Regions from separate parts of the Zea mays genome. Here region 1 is linked to region 2. A link is a contact called in public Hi-C data. All regions are on one chromosome and are shown on one strand. The core of a region is the stretch at or near the end of the contact, and the rest is flanking DNA. Distances in the headings are between cores, read along the strand shown. Region 1 holds the start of LOC103633013 (Aleurone layer morphogenesis protein). Region 2 holds the start of LOC542189 (salt-inducible putative protein serine/threonine/tyrosine kinase).

Evidence for each region. Hi-C and Micro-C count contacts between places; a contact is called where the count stands out from the background.
Region 1: a contact with region 2 is called in a Hi-C map of ear, with 2.2 times the contacts expected there. The contact joins the promoter of LOC103633013 here to the promoter of LOC542189 in region 2. A contact is called at or near these places in 2 of 25 Hi-C or Micro-C datasets (ear and leaf).

The regions. Positions count from the first base shown.
Region 1 is chr7:145,105,224-145,111,549 of Zm-B73-REFERENCE-NAM-5.0, reverse strand. LOC103633013 (Aleurone layer morphogenesis protein) reads right to left here and starts at 4,105. Exons shown (of 12, transcript XM_008654706.3): 1 at 3,692-4,105; 2 at 2,755-3,256; 3 at 1,705-1,855; 4 at 1,310-1,417; 5 at 851-1,194; 6 at 679-749; 7 at 474-546; 8 at 292-365; 9 at 113-182. The coding sequence starts at 3,853.
Region 2 is chr7:144,873,406-144,879,760 of Zm-B73-REFERENCE-NAM-5.0, reverse strand. It overlaps LOC542189 (salt-inducible putative protein serine/threonine/tyrosine kinase), which reads right to left and starts at 3,846. Exons shown (of 8, transcript NM_001111803.2): 1 at 3,640-3,846; 2 at 2,733-2,850; 3 at 2,044-2,279; 4 at 1,806-1,932; 5 at 1,365-1,638; 6 at 1,134-1,266; 7 at 1-19. The coding sequence starts at 2,820.

The DNA of each region.
Region 1 (6,326 bases), core at 2,856-5,355, 230 kb before region 2:
CTATGTTTAGTTACGTTGTGGAATGGAAAGACAGTTTGTTTGCCACAAGATCATTTGATTTCACACTGTTATTGTACATTTCATCTTGATTAGTTGTGAAAAGGTAAAATACCTGTCAAGATTGTTTGAATGTCCATTTCGTACTCAGCACATCGATCTCCAAGCATAAAATGCTCATGGAGCTGAAACGAAGATAGACTGAGATGAGTACACATTAGGTTATCAAGGAAAAGAATTATGATCGACAAGCATCACTGTAACTTCAGAAATGAATTGCAATATGTAACATACTGTATCATCTCGCATCTTCCAAAGTAATTGCAGAGTCGCATACTTCTGAACATTCATGTTACCTGTGATGCCACCTGAAATGCAATTTGAAGTATGCAGATTAAGATTTGGGAGCATCGATCTGGAAGTAACCAATAATAGGAAAAAGAAATTTCTTTTTTCTTGGATAGGATTGTCCTTACCAGACTTATCAGTGACTTTCTCCTTTTGGCTTTTCAAGGCATGGTCATTATTTACAGGACCAACATCTGGTGTCTGAAAGATATTTAATTCTTTAAGTTGAAGTTTAACACATAAACATGCATATATTAATTATTGTTGAACTAGAAACATCACGCCTGATTTCAATGTATCTTTTTTTTCTCAAGTTCATACAGAGTTCTTTACCAGAAAGATATTTTGGGGCACATTTCTACTTTTAGTGTTCTTCTCTGTTCTGCTCTTGTCCATTTGGGCACCTGAAATTAAATGATTTTATCATACTGATGTTGAGATTTGAGAAACAACAATGTATCAGCAAAATCGAAGCAGTGAAGTACTATAATATTGACAGACTTACTGGCTTGTAAGTCTTTTGTAGGGCTCTGACCATCCCCATGCTCTGCGTAGGTAGCAACTTTAGTCTTGCAGGCTTCAGATGTTCTTTTGCAGTTCGTGTTGCTGCCTTTTTTGTTTTTGCTGGTGCTGCTTTCGTTGGTGCCACTGTCACGAACTGCTTTTACTACCTGCTTATTTTTCTTTGGAGTAGAAACGTCTGTTGGCATTTTTTTCATTTTAGTCTTGCTATTACTATTAGCTTCTTGTTCCTTCAAACTTTCTTCTATTTCAGAGGGAAATGAAGATTTCCCATTTTGAAATACCTGCTCCTTTGGCACGCTCAGTGAAGAACACAAAGGCCAGTCCCTGCAACATGTCAAGAGTGATCTTTAGTCATTAACCTAAAAAAAGTTGTAAGCAGACACATTTTTGATATCGATGGTTTCGTGCATAATCAGCTGAGATAAATCTTTATGTATACCTGTTCAGGACGTTTAACAAGACCTCCTTATATGGCAGTAAATGATAGTATTCAACTACAGATGTCGTTGTTGGGTACGGACCACTTTGAAATATAGGACCACTCATCCTGTCAGAGGAAAGGAAGAAATACAATAGGGACAACTTTTATAAGTTACTACAATTGAAAAATTGTGTATTAACACTAAACAAAGCAATTCATTTAGGAATTAGGAGGGACAAACAGCAAGCATTACATCATATACTCCTGAAACAAAGTATCTTGAAACGGGTGGAAAGAGCTTTAGCAAAGTACCCATTGCTGACATCAATCTAAGATATGCAGTATATACTGTACTTATTTGACTAGGTCTGCAACGTGCAATGGTACAGAGTAGGCATAGTGGAAAAGCAAACCTTTCGATCAGGGCATCTAAAGGCATTTCCTTAAGCTTGCTATCGACAGTCTGATCATAGTGCAGAAGGAACAACATGGTAGCTGTCCCCTTCTTACTCAGTGAGTACACCCGATGTTCTTCGATAAAGCGCAAATTTGTATGCTTCATACCTATTAAAACAAAAGTGTGTGAGACATACCTATTAAGACATACAAAAGATAGGTGCACAAGCATAAAATTTGCAGAATCAATAAAATCAAGCGCACAATTTCGCTTACGAAGCAACTTGTGTATCGAGCACACAAACATGTGTAATTTTGAGAAGAACGTTGATTGCCATCAGCTCATGTACATAATCACTCTAGGACGCGATTGGGTTCGCTTCCCGGCCAAGCTTGGCTCCCTCTAGGCATCCAGGCCTCACCAGCCATGCTCCATGAATGCAGGAGGGTTATGTTTGGTTGCTTGCGTGTAAACATTTTTTTTCATGCGGGGCAACCTGGCCCAGCAAAGTTGCTGTTTGGTTTGATGCATGTACAAACAAATGCACGAAAAATACAGCCAGTCTTCAAGGAAACACTCCCGCGCGTTCGCCCGTGCGTGCGGCCATCAAAACGCCAAAAAACAAATCACGCGGGGCGAGCCATGCCAAGGGATGGCTTTTGCACGGAGCAATCACGTGTATGTCGCATCTGGCGAGGCTGGTTGAGCCTCGTACATGCAACCAATCGCGCCCCTAATATGTTATATGTCAGTGGACGCAGGACCATATTAATAAGTCAGGTTTCAGTAACAAACAACTTGTACATAATCAAATTAAATGAGAGGACCCAAAACACACCAGCTAGCCTAACTCCACAAAGTGACTATATTTGTGCCCCCTGTGCTTGTGGGTGAAGTAAAATTCAATTCAGGTGGTGGGGATGTTCTCCCCTCTTGACAGTCAAAAAAAAAACTAAAATCCTACTACAAATTAAGTCATGGACGTGTAGCCACTAGCCACAAGGCTACATCTAACTGCTCTAGTAGTTATAAAAAAAGGAATAACGTACAAGTGTATAGCACCAACCTGTTTTGAGTTCCACCTCTGAATATGCAATCTGCTGAAGCACGTACGGTTCCGAAGGAAGTCCCACGGATTTATTACTCGACCCCTGCACTGGCATGTCACTGCTGAGCGAACCACCCAATGCCGTCGTGATCTCTTTCTCAAACATCGACCAGACGCCCTTGGTTTCGGAGCCATGCTCGAGCACGCACTCTTTCTTTGTCCGATTGAGAAGCAGAACAGCGACCTTGGAGATCGGCCACGTGGTCATCTCGGGGGAGTCCTTCGTGGGGTCGAGCGCCTCAGCGATGTCGCAGGCGTCGACGATTGCCTTGTCAGTGACCGAGAGCCCGGCCCCCACTCCGTTGCCGAGGCGGTTCTGCGCCTGGTTCAGGTACATGAGCAGATTTTTGTTGGTGACGCTGAGGGAGGCAGACATGGAGAACCGTTCGGGGTTGGCAAACTCGAGCTGCGGGAACTGCTTCCGGTGGTAGTAGTTGTACAGGAGAACCGTCGCGTGGACCTGCGCAACAACAAACCATATCCATGACGGCGTAGTGAGGTAAGTCGACGTCGACGACGAGGTTACTGGAAGAACAAAAGCGAATTCCGAAAGCCCCCAAGCACAAAACAAATAAGCCGCGAGCTCCGTGATGGCGCCGCGAGGAAAGCCGTAGCTCGACGGTTGAAAAAAAGAAGAAGTGCGTGATCAACACTAAGCGGAATAATGTGATGGATCAGCCTGTAGAAGCCGCGAGTTCCGAATGCTCGCAAGCTAGTAGCAAGCCGGGCGACCCAAATCCGCCCCAGGAACGAATCGCACGGGGAGGAGGCGCAAGCGACATGCTCCGTTCCAAAACCCGGATCGACCCTCCAGAAAACCCCATCGCAACCGCGTCACTCACAATCATCACAACTCGCGAAAAAAGGGCAATGTGTCAAGCACGAGCTTCCTCACCTGACGCGCCACAGCCTCCTGAGCCTCAGGCGACAGGGCCTCCTCCCGGTCTACCTGGCCGCGCGGCAGCACCGGCACCACGAGGTGCTCCACCAGCAGCTCCACCGCGTCCTCCAGCTGCACCACCTCATCGCTACCACTGGCGTCGCCTTCCCCCTCCATCACCGGAACCACAGCAGTGTCCCGCGCAACCTCTACTAGGGTTTTGCGCCGCGGGAGTTGGGGTTTTCTGGGCGGCCGCCGTTCCGACTTCCGACGATGGCAGGAAAATGGAAGGCAAGGCGCGATCGTGCAGGGTGCCTGGGGCGGAAAAGGAAAACGGTGGGTGTGCGGAGAGCGCAGGGGGACGAGATCCGCCGTCCAACATGGGACCTGGTGGATCGGGGCCGTCCGGGGCGACGTCACGAGGAGTTGGCCGCGGCGAAAGACCCGGACTGGCTGGTCAGTACTTGCGAGGGTCCTGACTGTATTCTATACGGAACAGGCTTTTTGACTGAGAGAGTGAGAGTTGCCGCTCCAGCTTCCACGTATCATCATTGGACGGGTAGAGTGGCTTCGAGGGTGGGTCCAAGTCGTCCAACCGGCTCCCTTAGCAGGGGCGATGTCGTAGGTGCTGTTAGTTTTTTAGCTAATTTTCATATAAATGATGCAAAAAAATACTGCTAACAATTCTCCTAATTTAATTTATTCCCCTCTATTTTCAGATCATGGCTTCGCCTCCCTTAGACCCCGTTCGGCAATTTGAGATCTGAGTCAGGCTAGTAAACAAGCGAGGTTAGGACTGAGTGATGCAAAAAAAAAAAAAAACTTGTAACACTTCTTCTAATTTAATTTATTTCCCTCTATTTTCAGATCATGGCCTCGTCTCCCTTAGAGCCCGTTCGACGAATCCAGATACGAGTCAGGCTAGTAAACAAGCTAGGCCAGGACCGAGTGGTCACCCATTCCTAATCATTAGTTTGTTTTACACCAGGAATTGATCCGAAAGGGAGATTACTTGGATTTATTCTAGGTAAAAAAAATGAAAGGAGAGAGTTGAGAGCACCTAGAGGAGGTGAATAGGTGATCCTGTAAAAACTTAAAACTTAAAGCCACAAACTTGATTAAGTGTTAGAGCAATAAAGCCAAGTGGCTAGAGAGGAGTTCTTGCAAAACACAATAACCACAAAGATATCAACACAGAGAGGCACAGTGGTTTATCCCGTGGTTCGGTCAAGTTCAACACTTGTCTACTCCTCGTTGTGACGTCCCAACGGACGAGGGTTGCAATCAACCCCTCTCAAGTGATCCAAAGATCCACTTGAATACCACAGTGTTTCTCTTCCTTTCACTATATCCCGTTTGTGAGGAATCTCCACAACTTGGAGTCTCTCGCCCTTACAAAAGATGATCACAAATGAACACGGAAGTAAGGACGAGATGAGCAACACACACAAGTCCACAGCAATACGCACACACACACGGCCAATACTTGAGCTCAAATGAATATCACAAAGTTCTCACTAGAACAGAGCTCAAATCACTAAGAATGTCGAACGAGGGTGCAAAGACGAAGTGTGAATGATCAAGAATGCTCAAAGTATGCTTGGTGTTCTCCTTCATGCGCCTAGGGGCCCCTTTTATAGCCCCAAGGCAGCTAGGAGCCGTTGGGAGCAATCCAGAAAGGCAAATCTTGTCTTCTGTCGACTGGTGCACCGGACACTGTCCGGTGCAGATTTCTTTCCTGTTCTGGCGCAGCCGACCGTTGGCGATTTGGAGCCGTTGGCGCACCGGACACTGTCCGGTGCACACCGGACAGTCCGGTGCCCCCTTCAGACCGTTGGCCCGGCCACGCGTCATGCGCGGATTGCGCGGCCGACCGTTGGCTCACCGGACAGTCCGGTGCACCACCGGACAGTCCGGTGATTTATAGCCGTACGCCGTCGTTCAATTCCCGAGAGCGGCCTTTTTACCAGAGCCAGCCTGGCGCACCGGACACCACCGGACAGTCTGGTGCACCCAGACTGAGCAGAGTCTTGGCTGCTCGAGCCAAGTCTTTTCTATTTGTCTTTTCTCTGATTCTAGCACTTAGACAAATATGTTAGTACACAAAAACCAATGTACTAAGTCTATAATCATATCTTTGTATTGATTTGCACTTTGTCCACCATTTTGCATAGTTTAACACATCACCATTTGTGTTGGACACTTAATCACCAAAATACTTAGAAATAGCCCAAGTGCACATTTCCCTTTCAATCTCCCCCCTTTTTGGTGATTTATGCCAACACAACAAAAAGCAACATATAGAAGTGCAACATCAATGCAAATGAGAACAAGAATTTGTTTTTTATTCAAATTTGGCATATTTGGATCATTCTTTGCCACCACTTGGTTTGTTTTTGCAAATTAAACTCAATTTCCTATCTCTAAGTCAAATTCACGTGTTGAGGCATAGAGAAGGGTATTCCAAGAGAAATTGATCAAAGATTCAAAAAATCCCCCTTTTCCCATAATCAAATAATCTCCCCGCAAGAGACCAACTTTTGATAAAAAAAGACACTTGGAGTATTTTGACAACACAAAAGTTCTAACTCTACTATTTTCAAAATTCTCAAGTGGTAGCTGATCCATTTGCTTGCTTTGGCCTTAATTT
Region 2 (6,355 bases), core at 2,597-5,096:
CAGTCAATCTAGGTGTTGCCTGAATAAATAAAATATACAATAATTTAGTCATTAATCTGGAAAGTAGTGCTTAGCTCCCAATTCATTAGCATGCAAATTTCGTGCTCAAAAGTTTAGAGATTATATGAACATGCAAAGACATCACATTAATTGGACTAAACTGTTCCTATGAATCCAGTTAGTTAATGACTTGGTAACAGCAAAAGAAAAAATATAACTAAAGGACTGCCTAAATTCGATTTGGTGTTTTTTTATTGAACAAACGATCTGGTGGTTATATCTCCATAAAAGCAGCATGAAATGAGAAGGGCAGCTACTAGCTATTGCAAGACTGCAAAATAGCTGGCCACGATACATGTCAAAATAAACACCAAACTGTGGTTGTTTCCTATCTCTTCTCTTCTCTTCTCTACTCCTTTAGAGCACGAGTTTCGTCCGTCGTGCGTCATGTAAGAAACACGTAGATGTGTTTGTGCTTCCTCCTTCCCCAACTTCCCATCCCTTTCCCCGTCTCTGCCTTCCTCACCTAGATTCTTCCACACCACCATAGAGGATAATATATGTATTGCTCGTTTTCATGTAATCGTTGTACGCTAATATTTTATATCGTCACAACGCACGGGCATTGTACTAGTTAGGATGAACAACACTGGTTTTTGAGAGACAAATGCAAGTATATCTGAGATTTTGAAATATCTTTTGAAAGATCTAGTCAATGAGCCAACCTCTTGTTCATTTTTTTACACATGTTCTCCTCGGCTCGCGCAGCGCTCTCTCAGCTACTGCTCTGTGGACCCCAGCGTCCGCATAGCCAGCTACTGCGCCTGCCCAACACCCGACCCCACGCAGCTACCACTAGACCACACGTACCTTAGTGTGTAGAAATAAACAATAATTATATAAAAAATAGTGCAAAGCGAGCACTCGAACCCACGCCCCCTGCTCTAGAAATTTAGGGCTAACCACCAGACCACATGTAACTTAGTGTTTAGAAGTAAACAATAATTATATTTGAATAAATATCTCAATACATATTTATATGATATATAAAAATCATAGCAAAGCACGGGCAACCAGCTGAAATTCTTAAGTTGAATAATAGGCTTGTTGGGACTCAGGAACAAAATGCTTACCCATGTAACCAGACTCTGCTGACCTCTAGGCATTGTATGATCTACTGGTTTCCTTCCTGTTAGAAGCTCTAAAAGAACAACCCCAAAGCTATATACATCACTCTTCTGAGTTAGCTGGCCAGTCATGGCATACCTGCATTTTAAACAAAGAAAAATTTAGTTTAAGTTGATTGTTGGTATAATCAATCATGAAGCTGAAATCATGATCAAGGATTTGAGTTGAATAATTACTCGGGAGCATGGTAGCCGAAGGTTCCAAGGACACGAGTAGAATGCAAACGAGCAGCCATATCTGGAGACTGATTCGAAAGATTGAAATCTGCAATTTTCGCTCTGTAGTCCTCAAACAGAAGAATATTGCTAGACCGTATGTCCCGGTGGACTATTGAAGGCTGCACCTTTTCATGAAGATACTCTAGCCCTTTAGCAGCATCAATAGCAATCTTAACCCGCTGCATCCAATCAAGTGCTGGGCCAGGCTGTGCACCTGGAACACCCTTTCTTCCTTTCATACGAAAAAGGGTGAAAGCAAAACAGATCAGGTCATTATTGCAGTGAATTTGTGGAGCATGATGTGGTACGAAAGAAACAGGCATCAACTTAAAAACCTTCAAAGTACAAGTAATATTATAGGGTTTATATGCATTTACTGTGATACAGTAGCATTCATACCATGCAAGATATCATGCAGAGAACCCATTGTCGCAAATTCATAGACCACTAGACGCTGATTTCCTTCCACACAATATCCAAGCATCTCCACAAAATTATCATGTTTTAGTTTTGAGGCAATGGATACCTACACGGAAAGGAAGGACAGAATATATGGTAAATAATAAAAGCTTAATATGGATGGACAAACAGTACAGAACACAACTGGTAAGACATGAACATAACTACAAAACCATACCTGTGTCAAAAACTCATTATCAAGTTCAGGGTCTGTTGAAGCGTCAAGCTTTTTAACAGCAACATGTTTTCCGCTGTCCAGAATAGCATAATATACTCTTCCATATGACCCCTCACCAATCAAAGCCTTTGAACCAAAATTGTCGGTCTTTTCTTTCAATTCTTCAAATGATAATTCAGGGACTTCAATGGAAGGTGGTGCCTTGATGGGATCACTTTTAACAGAAAAACCATTTCCTGATAGAAACATAATGATAAATAACTTTAGTAACACAGCAGGCAAACAGACCAGCAGCAGAGCAATAACACATCCTTTTAAAAAAAATCATAATCGATGAAAACAATATATTACACCTACCGGTAATGAGCTAGTCTATGACACAGTTCAATTTGCAAGATCAATCTGATTTGCTTATATACATTGTTTTGCAACAAAGAGGACGGTGCCAGTTTCTTACCAGTGTTTTCCCTTGAAACAGAAAATCATATTTTGGTCATGTACTCGTTATCTTTTAAAAGGTCAGGCAAATTCAGTTTCAAAAGGAATTTTAAAACCCTTTCAATCTTCTAAGAACATAGGACTTGTATCAACCATTGAAGTTCAGGACTTGTACCAATCGTTGAAGATCGACACTTTAACGTGAGAAGGATAGAAAAGGCCCAAGAAGGAAGAAGTCAGTAGTGCAGTACCTTCTTTCTCCTCTGGAGTGATGGGACGTTCATTTTCATGTTCACGATATGAAGCATTAAACCTCGTGCAGCAAAACCACCGGCGCATACCGACCTTTCCTTTGACTTATCTTTGATTCTATGCCATCGATGCGAAAGAGAACAAGTTAGCCATAATACACCAATTTTGACTAAAAAGTGTCACTTCATCTACATGTGGACATGCAAACGAGAAAACAGTGCTCCCAAGCCTCATAAGGAAAATGTTAGTTCCACTGACCAAAACATAAGAGCTCTAGGCTGGCAGCTGGCAGCTGGCAACCAATCCTGGTTCCAGTGAACTACTATGACCAGCTGCAAAATCTATACCGTTGAATTCCTTATATTTGGTGATCACATAACTATCACGAGATAAAAAAAAAATTATACTCCGTGTCGAAATCAATAAACAGAACCATCAATCATGTATAACGATAAATAACTAACGTGGATACCCATGTACAACCATATCAGACCGCATTTTATAAGCCAGAGTGCTAATATCATACTTTCCGTATCTCTATCATCGACAGAAGTACCATGGCAACGCAAATCGCCACGAATAGAGTCACCGCACCACACGTTTACACCAAGCACGGCTGCTCGTCCCCGTCCCGGGCTCAAGCCGCGAACCTTGAAACTCAAGAAAAAACTGCATCGGGCCGTAATTGAGTCATCCAGACCCTCGAGACATCGCATCAGAGAACAACTTCACCCACGCCGCCCCGGCTTCCACCCGCCAGGCCGCCGCCACCCCAAGCGGAGACCAGCACGGCGCCCAGGCGCCAAAACCTATCGGCAGCACACCGCAGCCAGCCGGAGCACACCAGCGCCCCCGCGGAACAACCCCGCCGCGCGAGACGGAGAGAGAGAGAGCAGAGGGGTTTACCTGAGGCGGGTCGACGGCGGGGCACGGCGAGAGGTGGACCCACCAACCCGACGACGACGAGGGGAAGGAGACGCGGGAGCGGAGGAGGGCGGTGGCGATGAGCTGGCGAAATGATCTCGTGCGGAGTGGTGGTGGGGTTTGGTTTTGGTTTTGTGGCACCCTGTCCTGGCCTGGACTGCCTCGGTGGCGTGGGGAGAAGCAGAGGCAGGACCGCAGAGGTGTTCCGTCCTGTTCCAGATTAACGAGGAACGGCGCGAAGCCACCGAGCCCACGCGACGTGACAGCCGTCCCAACTTTTTTGCAAATTGGCCCTTTTCGGGTTTTTTTCCCACAAATACGCCCCTGACAGTTTCATTTCAAAAAATGGACCCTTATCTCGGCGCCGTCATCATTGGCGCCGAGCTTCCATGTGCCGGCGCCAATACTATTGGCGCTTATACGTCAGACGTGGCGGTTGGCTGGCAGTGACGTGTCAGGGGGTCGGCGCCAAGATCTACGGCGCCGACCCCCGTGTCGGCGGCTCAACACGTGTCCGGGGGGTCGGCGCCATAGATCTTGGCGCCGACCCCCTGTATTCAACCTCTGTCGACCTTCTGTGCAAAAAAAATTGAACTCACCGCCGCCGCACAGACCCCGCGCCGGCGCTGCTCCTTCCCCGGCCCGCGCTACTCCCCGGCGGCGCTCCACCACCGGCCGGCGCCGCCCCGCCCGTCACCGGCCGCCGCCGCCCCGCCCGCCCCCGGCCGGCGCCGCTCCTCCACCGGCCGGCGACGCCAAGCCCGTCCCCGCCCGGCGCCGCTCCTCCCCGGCCGGCGACGCCCCGCCCGCACCCGGTCGGCGCCGCTCCTCCCCGGCCGGCGACGCCACGCCCACACCCGGCCGGCGCCGCTCCTCCCCGTCACCGGCCGCCACGCCCACACCCGCACGCCACCGCCCCGCAAGCGCCCCCGCCGCCCCGCCCGGCGCCGCTCCTCCCCCGACCGGCGCCGCCCGGACACGCCACGCCCGCCCCCCGGCAGCCCCGCCACGCCCGCCCCCCAGCAGCCCCGCCAGCCCTGACCGCGCCGCCGCCCCGACACGGCCGGACGCCTCCCACCGCCGCCGCACGGCCGTCGACCCGTTCCGGGCGCGCTCCTCGGTCGCGCTCGCTCCTCGCCCGCGTCGTCGACGTTCATCCCCGACCGTTTAGGTAAATTTTATATGGTTTTTGTTTATTGTGCAAGCATTTTGTGTTAATTATGTTAAATTGTTTTGCTATAATTTGTGGTTTTTTGAATGTGATGAATGTTAGTTATTGTGATAAATGCTAATTTGATTGAATATTATGAATGTGAGTCAAATGTGCATGTTTTTTATCCTCCCCGTGCAGGGGAGGTGCTGTCAAAATTTGCAATTATTATATATGAGTATTTTATAATGTGATAAATGCTAATTTGATTGAATATTATGAATGTGAGTCAAATGTGCATGTTTTTTATCCTACCCGTGCAGGGGAGGTGCTGTCAAAATTTGCAATTATTATATATGAGTATTTTATAATGTGGTTAGTATATTAGTGGGTGGTGGTTATATTTGTACTTATTTAGGTACAAATTAGTGGTTTGTGGTTAGGTAATAACCATCCACAGTTTATATTGAATGTTTAATTGGTGTTTCAAATAGATGGACAATTTTTTGAGCTTGTATCATGGAGGCAATGTGGAACAAGATCCGTATGGAAATGCCAAGTTCATTGACATGCGACACGTGCCGGTACTATTCGATGGTAGACCCTCCTTGAGAGATGTGTTTACAAAGGCTAAACAAAAGTTAGGTTTCCATCAAGCTGATGACATTGCGGTTGACGGAGTGCTTAATATCGGTCATCCACCAAATGTCATAAGACGAGTCATCCCAATTGATTGTCAACTGGATTGGGATAATTATATTACTTCGGCTATGAAGACCCATTTGCAACTCATGGAGGTTGTGGTGCGTCCGGTTGTAGTAGACCGTCCCCCTGAAGATTTTGATCGTGCTATCGATGACGTGCCAACTGTTCCTGATGCTCAATCTGGCCCCAATTTGATCCCATTAAGTCAGCCAGGAGATGGTCTGCAGACAGATTTAGCTGCGTGTATCCCTTTGGCACAAACCAATTGCAGTAAGTCTTATTGGCATTACATCTTCATTTTGGACCATGAGCACTTTGCTCATTCCATTTGACGTGGGACTGATCATCTTGTACATGTTGCAGGAGAGACTCCTACTCTTGTGGTTGATCCTCAGACTGAGGCACGTGGCTGCTTCGGTGATGGTTTTATTGCCTCCAACAGTCCTGAGTTTAGGAATGAAGAGGAGCCATATGACTTTGCTATGGCTGCCGATTCAGATGATGATCGCCCGGTTGGTGAACTCACAGAGAGTGACATTGAGATGTTGCAACGTGTTTTTCCAGACGGTCGGGATCCTAGAGTGCATGAGTTCAGCGATCTTAGTCTTTCTCATCAGGCAAATGCAGAGGGCAGGGATGATGAGCTGCTTGACGCTCCTGAGGCCGGTCCTAGCATGATGATTGAAAAGGGTAGGGTCTTCAAGGACCTAACTGCCTTGAAGAGGTGGTTGCAGCATTATGCAGTCTTACGTAAGAGGCCGTATAGAGTACTTCATTCGTACGAGAAACGTCGTTACACGGTTGTATGCGACAAGGATAACTGTTCATGGAGGGTTTGTGCTA